2 separate regions of the Gossypium hirsutum genome follow, and region 2 is linked to region 1. The links are chromatin contacts, called in public Hi-C maps. All regions are on one chromosome and are shown on one strand. Each heading gives the region's core, a stretch centred on a gene start, on an enhancer-like site or on the middle of the called end of the contact. The rest is flanking DNA. Distances are from core to core; before and after follow the strand shown.

Region 1 (4,621 bases), core at 1,398-3,897:
ACAAAATACATATGATTCACTGTGTCAATCAGTCCCACAGCTTTGAAAGCAAAATGTATTTGTTAGTGAAATGGATAACTAGCTACAAAATCAATAATTTATCATTGATTCATTCCCCAAAACAGAACAGGAAATAAAAAGGTAATTCCATAATTTTACCTACTGAAATACAGTGCTACTACTAAATTAAACTTGCCAAATATTTCTATTAGTTTTAGCCAGTATTAACTTGTTGTTTCTGTAAGAACTATTAGTATCTTTTTTCCATGCGCTTTGATGATAATCAATCAAGCCAAAAGTATCCAGAGACCCCAAAACAGCAATAAAACAAGGAAAGAAGATGAAGATGATAACAGCCCAGAATGAGAAACCCCAATGAAGAGGACTGGATTGGGAATCTCCGGCTTGCTGCATTTCTTCAGTTCGCCAACGCTTTCACGATGGCTCAATTTCTCATCAACGCACAGTTCTGGATTGCCTTTTAACCTTAACTTTTCACCAAATTTAGCAGTGAAGTTAGCAGAAAAGGGAAGTCTCCCACTTAGATTGTTGTTTTCCAAATTGATTTCATTCACAAACTCCAGAAACCCAAACTCCTCAGGTACTTTCCCGTTAAGCTTGTTGTTATCAAGGCCTAGATAGCATAAGTTCCTCAAATGCAACCCCATGGAAGCTGGGATTTCACCAACCAATCCCATGTTTGAAAATCCTATCCCCAAAATACCCCCTAGATTGCCCCAAATTTCAGGAATCTCCCCTCCTAGTAAATTCCCACTCAAATGCACCTCCTTCAATCTGGTCATTGCAGCAAGAAACAAAGGAACCCCGAAGTTTCCAAAACGGTTAAAACTCAAATCCAAGAAATCCAGAGCTTGTAAGTTGCTCAAGCTCTCTGGGATTTTACCAGAAAACCCATTTGAACTCAAGTCCAGCTTCAAAAGGTGAGTAAGATTACCTACAGAAGAAGGCACATTTCCATGGAATCCATTGCCGCTCAAGTCGAGAATTTTCAGCTTCTTTAGCTTAGACAGATTAACAGAAACCTTTCCACTAAGCTTGTTTCTCGACAGTGTTATCTCTTCAATGTTAGCCAAATCACCGATTGCATTTGGGATAGCTCCATGAATTCCATTTCCGGACAAAACCAACCTCCTCAAACTTGTGAAATTTCCGGTGATGCTACTGAGAGGACCAACAAAAGCTCGGTTGTTTATAAACACAAGCTCTTCAAGAGAGGAGCCGAAAGTTGTGGGGATATCGGGGACAAAAGCTTGGGTTTGGGTGAAGCATTGGTAGAAGAAAAGTTTGCGTAGATGTTTGAAGGAAGTGAAGAGGAGAGGGCTGAAAGTGGAGTTTGGAGAGCAAGATGGGTTTGGTGTAAAATCGGAAACGTACCCGAAACTCAGTTCCGTGACATGGACCGTAACGTTCTTCGTTGTTGGGTCGGTGAAATAATCACAAACAACACCGTGAGGAGGGTAAGAGCAGAGGTCGTCAGGGAAGAGAGTCCGCCAATTGGTGGCTGAGTTGATGGAGGAGAGAACTTGGTAAACTGAGTCCTGCTCAGCCGAGTTGAGGAGGAGAGGTTGTTCCTGCTGCAATGAAATAGTAACTAGAGTGGATGTAAGCGTGAAGAAAAGAGCCAGCTTGAAAATAGAAACAACAGTCATGGTTTTCTCACTGGGAGTGGAAGATAAAAAAGAGATAGAAAACCAAGCAGTGTTGTTTGGGGGGGGGGGGATGTTAGGTTGGTTGGGATGGAAGCGAAAAGAAGGGGATTTTGTTTTTTGGTTTATTGGCACTTGCCATTGCATATATTGTGGAGGACTTGGCCCCCTTGGTCTTGGACTGTAGTGTGTAGACTGTAGACTGGCTCTGCCAACACCCAAAACAACCTAGCTCTGACCCTCTGAATCTCTGACCAACCTAACTTCAAAATTTCTTCTTTTTACCTTTTGTAAAATTTTAACCCCAATTATGCTCAAGTAAACAAAAAGATAAATCCTTAATGGTAGTAAATGCAACTTTTCAAGTGTTGGATCGAAATGCAAAACAAGAGCATCTTTTTCTTTGGGTATATGAGTTCCATTCCAGCCCTGCAGTGGCGTTAATGAAAGCGTCGATCGGTTGGAGAGCTTTGGTTTTAACTCCGGTAATGGTGAAAAAGGATAGCCGACAGAAAAACCTGCGGAGCAAAGGTAGCCGGGGGAAGCCAATAGTGAAGCGCCGCAGCCGCCGACTTACTGTCTCAAAACATGTTTCGTGAAAGCGACATTTAACTGAAAGGGAACGAGGCATGCATGGTGCTACGTGTCCATATTACAGTGGCTTAAGACAAGGACTCGTGTCTTTTGTACGGAAGGGGATCCTTTCCGGAAATGGCCGTGCATGCGAAGTCCCCAATTTCCAGGTAAGTCAACAGTAATTTTTTATTTTAAGTTCTTACCTGCTGTTTTTAATAACAAAATTACGACCAAATATTCACCAAAGGTGTTTTGAGGCCGTAAGTGAAAATGGGCTTCTTCTCTCAAATATTTGAATAAAGTTGGGAGTAAACATGGTTGAAATAGATTTATTTAAAGGTAAAATAAATGAATATAAAATGTAGAAATGCCTTTGAACAGAAGTGCTTTTCAATTTTATGCCTTTCAGATTCTTTGTTGATTCAATTTTATCTACCACTTTAAGTCGAATTCCAATCCCATCTGAGAGCATTTAGAGAAGAAAAAATCTGATAAAATTGAATTGAGCAGGAAGACGAGAATTATTTGAAGTAGCATTTCAGTGTTTGTCACGAATATTCATAGTTGTTGCTACCTTTTATTTTTTATTTCCCTTGTTGTTTTGTTTTTACTCTTCTTTTTGCTTTGTATTGAGGTGTAAATTTTACATTTTTATTTCTTCTTTAGGAAATTGTTCTTTAGATTTAGATGTTTTATGGTTTGTATTTTTACTCAAATTTTGGTTAGTTTTAATTTAATCTTTTTATTATGGCGGAAAAGAAAATAAAAATATATTATATTTTCACTAAAAATTAAAATTCAATCCCATTTCTTTAATAATTTCTTTTGGGTACAGAAAAGAGGCTTAAGCCTTACTATATATATATATTTATAACTAAATAAAAACTCAAAAGAATACAATTGCGATTATGTATTATTTCCAGCAAATAAATAAGAATTCTGCTTCAAGAAAGTAAAAAGTAAAAAAAAAAAGTTTATCAGTTGTTTTTTTCATCACTCAAATAAGTCAATATTAGTACCAAAGGTGCATAAATGTAACTCGTTTAAAAAACTATTCAGAGTTCATAGAGCTCTTTGTAAAGCTTGTTGAAAAACCCGTTGTAGGACTTGATTAATTGCTCTTTGTTGTTCAAAATAATTAGTTTTATTTTTTTAATTTCTAATTGTTCCAAAATCTTTTAAGTTGAATTAATCAAATTCAAATTTTCCCATTCTATCTCAGAATATACATTCACTCGAAACTGATCCGCCTCCATTTCTACTTTTCGTAAGCAGGTCAAGCCTTTTTCAACCGTTCAATAGCCTCTTGCATAGTTCTTCTAAATTTCGAATAGTATTCAAGATCCTCTCATTTTTATTATCCAATAAATCACTTAATAAAAGTAGATTGTCTTTCCATTCATTTTTTATTTAAAAAAATTCTATGATTCCTTCCCAAACTAAACATGAATCTTTCGATTCATTTGACTCTCACACTCAATTATTTCTTATTTATTAAAATTAATCCCCATATTTTTCCTAATGTAATGAACTTCTTTTCTAAAAATAATTTAAATTTGAATAACGTTGTGGAAAAAAAATCATCCTACTGCCTTGTACAACCCCAGATCATCATTTGCAGCTGAAGTAGCCATGTAGCCCGGTGTGGGATTAGCTTCCCTATAAACATGATTAAACTTGATTTCCCATTGTCTCCCTTCATATTTACAACGAGAGCTAAGCTACTAGCATCATCTCTTTGTCGTTAATCATCCTTACTACTAGGCTATTATCACTTTCAAACATTACCTTATGAAAACATTAATTTAGTTGGTATTAATATTGTTGTCAATACAGGAGGACATAAGTTCAAGTACATTCAAATACATTTTATCCTTCTATTTAAGATTTAATGTAACACACCTAATCCATCTCCACGCCGAATTAGGGTTACAGAGTTTGACGTCACATATCAAAACAATTTACTTCACTAAACTATTGATTTATTAATTTAAATAACAACATTCAAATATACATTTCATTCATAGAAAAATAACATTTACGGGCCTTAAAATGAGCTTATGGGGCCCTAAAAATAGTTTGGGAACAACCTTAAAATGAGCTTATGGGGCCCTAAAAATAGTTTGGGAACAATCAAAGACTAATTTGAATCAAAACAGAAAAACATGAAAATTTTTGAAAATTTTGGAAATAGGGGGTCACACGGCCGTATGACAGAGCCTAGATCGTATGGCTCAGGGACATGGTTGTGCGGCTACCCCATATGCCTGTGTGCTCAGGCTGTGTAACTAACTGTAACTGTGTGACAGCCCGTGTCCCAGGTCATGTGCACCTTAAAAAGCTTCCAAAACAAGACAAACTTTCATCCAAAACTTAGG
Region 2 (4,621 bases), core at 611-3,110, 680 kb after region 1:
TTTTCTTCTTCTTCTCTCCTTTCTCTTCATCTTCTTTCTCCCACAACATAACAATGGCTACAAATCAAGAGCCACAACAACAGTTGTTGAACAACCCCAAGCCACCCGCATCCCTGAAAAACCATGGGATTACTATGAACCAATGGATGAAGGATAATGACTAGATGAGACCACGAAGGCACTGGAAAATCTCACCCACTTGCCCGACTTTGATTAATGACTGCCTAAAAATGTCCAATTGTTGATGCTCACCAAGAACTAGAGGAAAAGAAGCAGATAAAGAAGAAGATGATGAAGCGGCAGAAGAAGGAGCTACAAATGAAGAAGGAAAAGGTGACAAAGAAGAAGATAGGAATGGGTGTTGAAAGTTAGGTAACTGAGACGATTACATCATCTGTTCCATCAAGCTGGTAGCTTCTTGTCCATGGAAATCAGTAGAACTCTATAGCAACTAAGAGTACTGCCAGTAATCTCTCAGCATATCAGCTATAGGGCTGTGAAGATGTTGGGAATAGTAAAGCTATGGCAATGGCGTTGAATAAGGTGGCCAAAACTGGGTTGTTAAAGAACTAGAAATTGATGTTTGGGTAGTGGGAAAGTTCTGCATAGTTGAAGAACAAGCCTTACAAGTTTAGGAAAATTTAACTTGGCCCTGCTTCCCCTGAATTTCAAAGCAGCTTCATCATAGGCTTTTGCGGCGGCTTCCGCAGTATCAAAGGTGCCTACCAAACTCTTGCTGCTTTGTGAGGATCACGTATTTCGGCTGCCCATTTCCCCGATGGCCTTTGCCTAACCCCCCTATATCTTCTTCTTCTCTCGCCGGTTTAGTCATAGGTGGCTATTATTGCTGTTTCTGCTGCTAGTGCAACAATGCTTGTAGTTTCCTCAACAACTGTTTTTAAAAAGAAAGCTAATCAAATGAGACGTCTACTTTTGAAAGTAAAATATTATTTCTTCTAAGATCAATATGGATTGAGAGGTTGAGTTGCTTAAATTCTAAATGAAGGTGGTAATGCTAGCTCGTTGCAACTTGAGTTGTATAAGCTGACTGATGCAAACTTTATAAACATGCAATATTACATACTAGTTAATATTATTTATTATTTATTATTACTAATAGTAATTAATATTTTACTAAACTAGTGATAATAGGAAAACAATTAAGTCTTTTCTAGATTATGTTATCTTATGTAATCATATGTAAGGAAAAGAAAACAATAGCGGAATCCCCTAGATTTTCACCTAAAGGGAAAAGAGAAAGAAAAGAAAGAGTTCAGGAAGAAGAAAAAAAATGGAGGAAAAATGGTATTTATTGATAGGAATATATATACATAACAAACGTTGTAGCATATAATGAATCGGCATGAGAACTTCTAAAATCAGCAAAACTTCTTTGAACCCTTGGTGCAGTAGACTCAACCAATTGAGCACTAGTCTCATCTCATTCCATTTTCTCTTATTCTTCTTTTTCTCTTCTTCTCCTCTTCTTCTTCTTCGACTGTCCAAGGCTGTTTAGGGTTAAAAGGAACTATTAAATAACAGCTAATCCACCCTTAAATGCCATGTCATTTTTTCGTTACGTCTGTAACGAAAAATAGTTAAAAATACTGTTTTGTTATTTTTTTAAAATTGAATGACTGAAATGAAACTTGAACAATTATTTTATTAATTAACTCAAAGTTGAGTGACTGTAATTTGAGTGACTGTTTATATAATTTATACTTAAATTTATGAATCTGGTTCATAAAATGAAGAAGGCAGGCCCAGTTATGTAGGTTCCTAAATTTCCGCCACCTGGCACCACCAAAGCCCTCCTGAAAAAGGCAACGGCCATCACCCAAAAACAATAAACGGCCCAGATTCACCTCCACCTCCACGTAACCCAAAGAATAAAAACCGCCACGCCCACTTACCCTACCTTTCCTCTCTCCTATTCGTTCTCTTTGCTTCGTTTCTCTCTCTCTCACCAAGAAAAAAGAAAAAAAGAAAAAAAGGAAAAGTGCAAAACTCTTAAAGAACTTTCTAAGAAAACCTCATCTAATTTTACCAACTCAAATCACTCTAAAGTGTTGAATCCAGAACTGGCCTCGCAAAACGACGCCGGCTGCTGCTCCTTCCGGTATGTACCCAGCCTTTTTCCTTTTTCTCCCTGTGTCAATTCCTCCAACTTAGGGTTTTGGTTTGCGGAAACCGTTTCAAGATTGGCTAGGGATTTGTTTTGAAGTTTGGAGTTTTTAGGTTGCACTCTTTTACTTTGTATTGAAGTTTTCTCTGCGATAAACAACTTTATTTTTCCTGCTTATTAGTTCTACTTATAAATTATTTAATTTGGCCGTTCAGTTATTCACCACCATTCTTTAAAAAAAAAATTACGTTTTTTCCCTGTATATTTGTTTGTATGTACGAGTAAGTAAAAAATTAGCAAGTTAGAAGTGAAAACAGGCGTTTAGTTAATTCTTTTATGGAGAAAAGTTTTTGTTAATTTTTGGTTGGTATTGTTTCCCTGTAAAATAATGACTTGAAATTCTTCTCTTGGTTGTTAGTTTGAGTGTGCATACTCCAGGTTTAATTTCCCGACCTCGAATGGGAGATAGTGAAGCAGTAGTTGCCGACTCATCAGCAATGATGGATTATACTTCAGCAGCCTATAATTCTGCTGGTTCTGGCGCTTACTCCTCCCAGGCTACTGGATATCCTACTGCTTCTGGTGGTCATCCAAATTCTGCTGGTCAAGAAGGTCAAAGCAGTGAAATGTATGACGGTAAGCCAGCTGGTGGAGCAACAGATGAGACTGCTGTTGCAGTTGGAAATAGGGCAGCAGATGCATCAAAAGCTGCTGGTTGTAATTATCCTCTAAATGGAAATGTTGTTAATGCAGCAGGAAATGCAACCACAGTTGAGAATGGAAATGCTTTTGATAATTTAGGTGGTGCTTCTGCCGCACCAGAGTTTGTGGATGGTTCTGGTATGTTTTTCTTGGGCATTTTGTCATGTATATCAGTTATGCACAAAGGCACTAAGAAGTGGGCTTGGTAATGATTTTAATATTTTGATTTATTTTTCTGCTATTTGTATCTCAAGTTAACAAGCCTACTGTATGCCATAATGACTTGAAACTCCGTTAGCATAGAAACAGCCTTTTTCTCTTGGCACTCTGCCATTAAGCTTTGTTCCTGATCAACGTGATGTGGTTGATTGTTCTTTATTGTTCTTTCGACATCTGCAGTCTACACTTAGTTTTGATTAAAAGCATCTTATTCAACATTTTACCTTCCCCTTTTATTATTGTTATTATAGTGTTTAAGTTTTAGAAAATGTGAAACTCAATTGTTTCTTTATTTTTATTTTTGACATCTAGCACCAACCATTTCTGCTGAAGAAGAACGTTTATGGAGTATTTTGAGAGCCAATTCATTGGATTTTAATGCTTGGACTGCATTGATAGAGGAAACAGAGAAGGTTGCAGAGGTATGTGAGCATGAAAATTTGTTGCATGGGAACAATTTCACAGACTTGTTATCTTTTACATGTTGGAAATTTCGTGAGCTAGTTATCTGTTTCATGGGTTTAAATTGCATCTGTGCATGTGTTTTAAGCCACGGACATAATGGATTCTTATCATGGTTAATTATGTTATTGGTGGCAGAGAGAGCAAAAATTGCAGAATAGCAATCGTGATGCCATATCACATGTGCTATTTAAATCAGTGATATGTTGCCTAGCTAATATCTAATTTTTTTTCCTTCTTTATTTTTGTATAGTTTAGTGGAGACTATGTAGTTGAAAAGAGGCTCCATATGCTTAAAATGAATATTATTTGGGGAGGGACTGGTGGTTCACCTTAATAATTTTGTGAAAATTAACAAAAGTCGCATGTAATTTTGTTGAACATTTTTTAGTGGGGTGAGGCAAGATCACCGCCCATCTTTCAGTTAATTTTGTCTTTTCTAGGGGGTTTTTGCGTTGATTTGAATTCCTAGGTTATGAACTTATCCTCATTAATTTTCTATCTAAGTTTGCGTATCTTGTCTGCCAATTGAGTTTTCATCTGTCCATATGCAGAACAATATACTGAAAATTCGGAAGGTTTATGATGCTTTCTTGGCTGAGTTTCCTTTGTGTTATGGTTATTGGAAAAAGTATGCGGATCATGAAGCACGCATAGGCTCCATGGACAAAGTTGTGGAGGTCTATGAAAGAGCAGTTCAGGGAGTGACATATTCTGTGGATATCTGGGTGCTATATTGTGCTTTTGCCATTGAAACATATGGAGATCCAGAGACCATCCGAAGGTAAAAACTGCTAATCTACCCATTCTTCTTCCTGGTTTGCAGTAGGAGACCATGCTTGTATGCTTTTCTCAGTTATGTAAATCTGATGATTGTTGTTGCTTTCAAATTTTATTCTGGTATGCCTTCAACAGCAATTCCTTACATTCATGGCAGAGAGGTTTGATAGGGATATAATTTAGTAATTCTTTTTCCCCCCTTCTGTTTATTCCCTTAATTTTGAGGCTAATGTATGGGTGATCGTTGAAACAATTTTAGGTTATTGACCATGTTCCTGAGCTCTTCACACTTCACGTAGTTATCTTTGAGTTATTACTTTAACCTCGATAATT

The links. A called contact is a pair of places that touch in the nucleus more often than the background predicts.
Region 2: a contact with region 1 is called in a Hi-C map of leaf, with 3 times the contacts expected there. The contact joins the promoter of LOC107952728 here to the promoter of LOC107952887 in region 1. A contact is called at or near these places in 2 of 34 Hi-C or Micro-C datasets (both in leaf).

Annotation. Positions count from the first base shown.
Region 1 is chrA07:40,622,128-40,626,748 of Gossypium_hirsutum_v2.1, forward strand. It overlaps LOC107952887 (piriformospora indica-insensitive protein 2), which reads right to left and starts at 2,648. Exons shown (of 1, transcript XM_016888086.2): 1 at 84-2,648. The coding sequence starts at 1,814. The coding sequence ends at 288.
Region 2 is chrA07:41,298,031-41,302,651 of Gossypium_hirsutum_v2.1, forward strand. It overlaps LOC107952728 (pre-mRNA-processing factor 39), which reads left to right and starts at 1,861. Exons shown (of 18, transcript XM_041118079.1): 1 at 1,861-2,119; 2 at 2,544-2,965; 3 at 3,359-3,468; 4 at 4,063-4,292. The coding sequence starts at 2,584.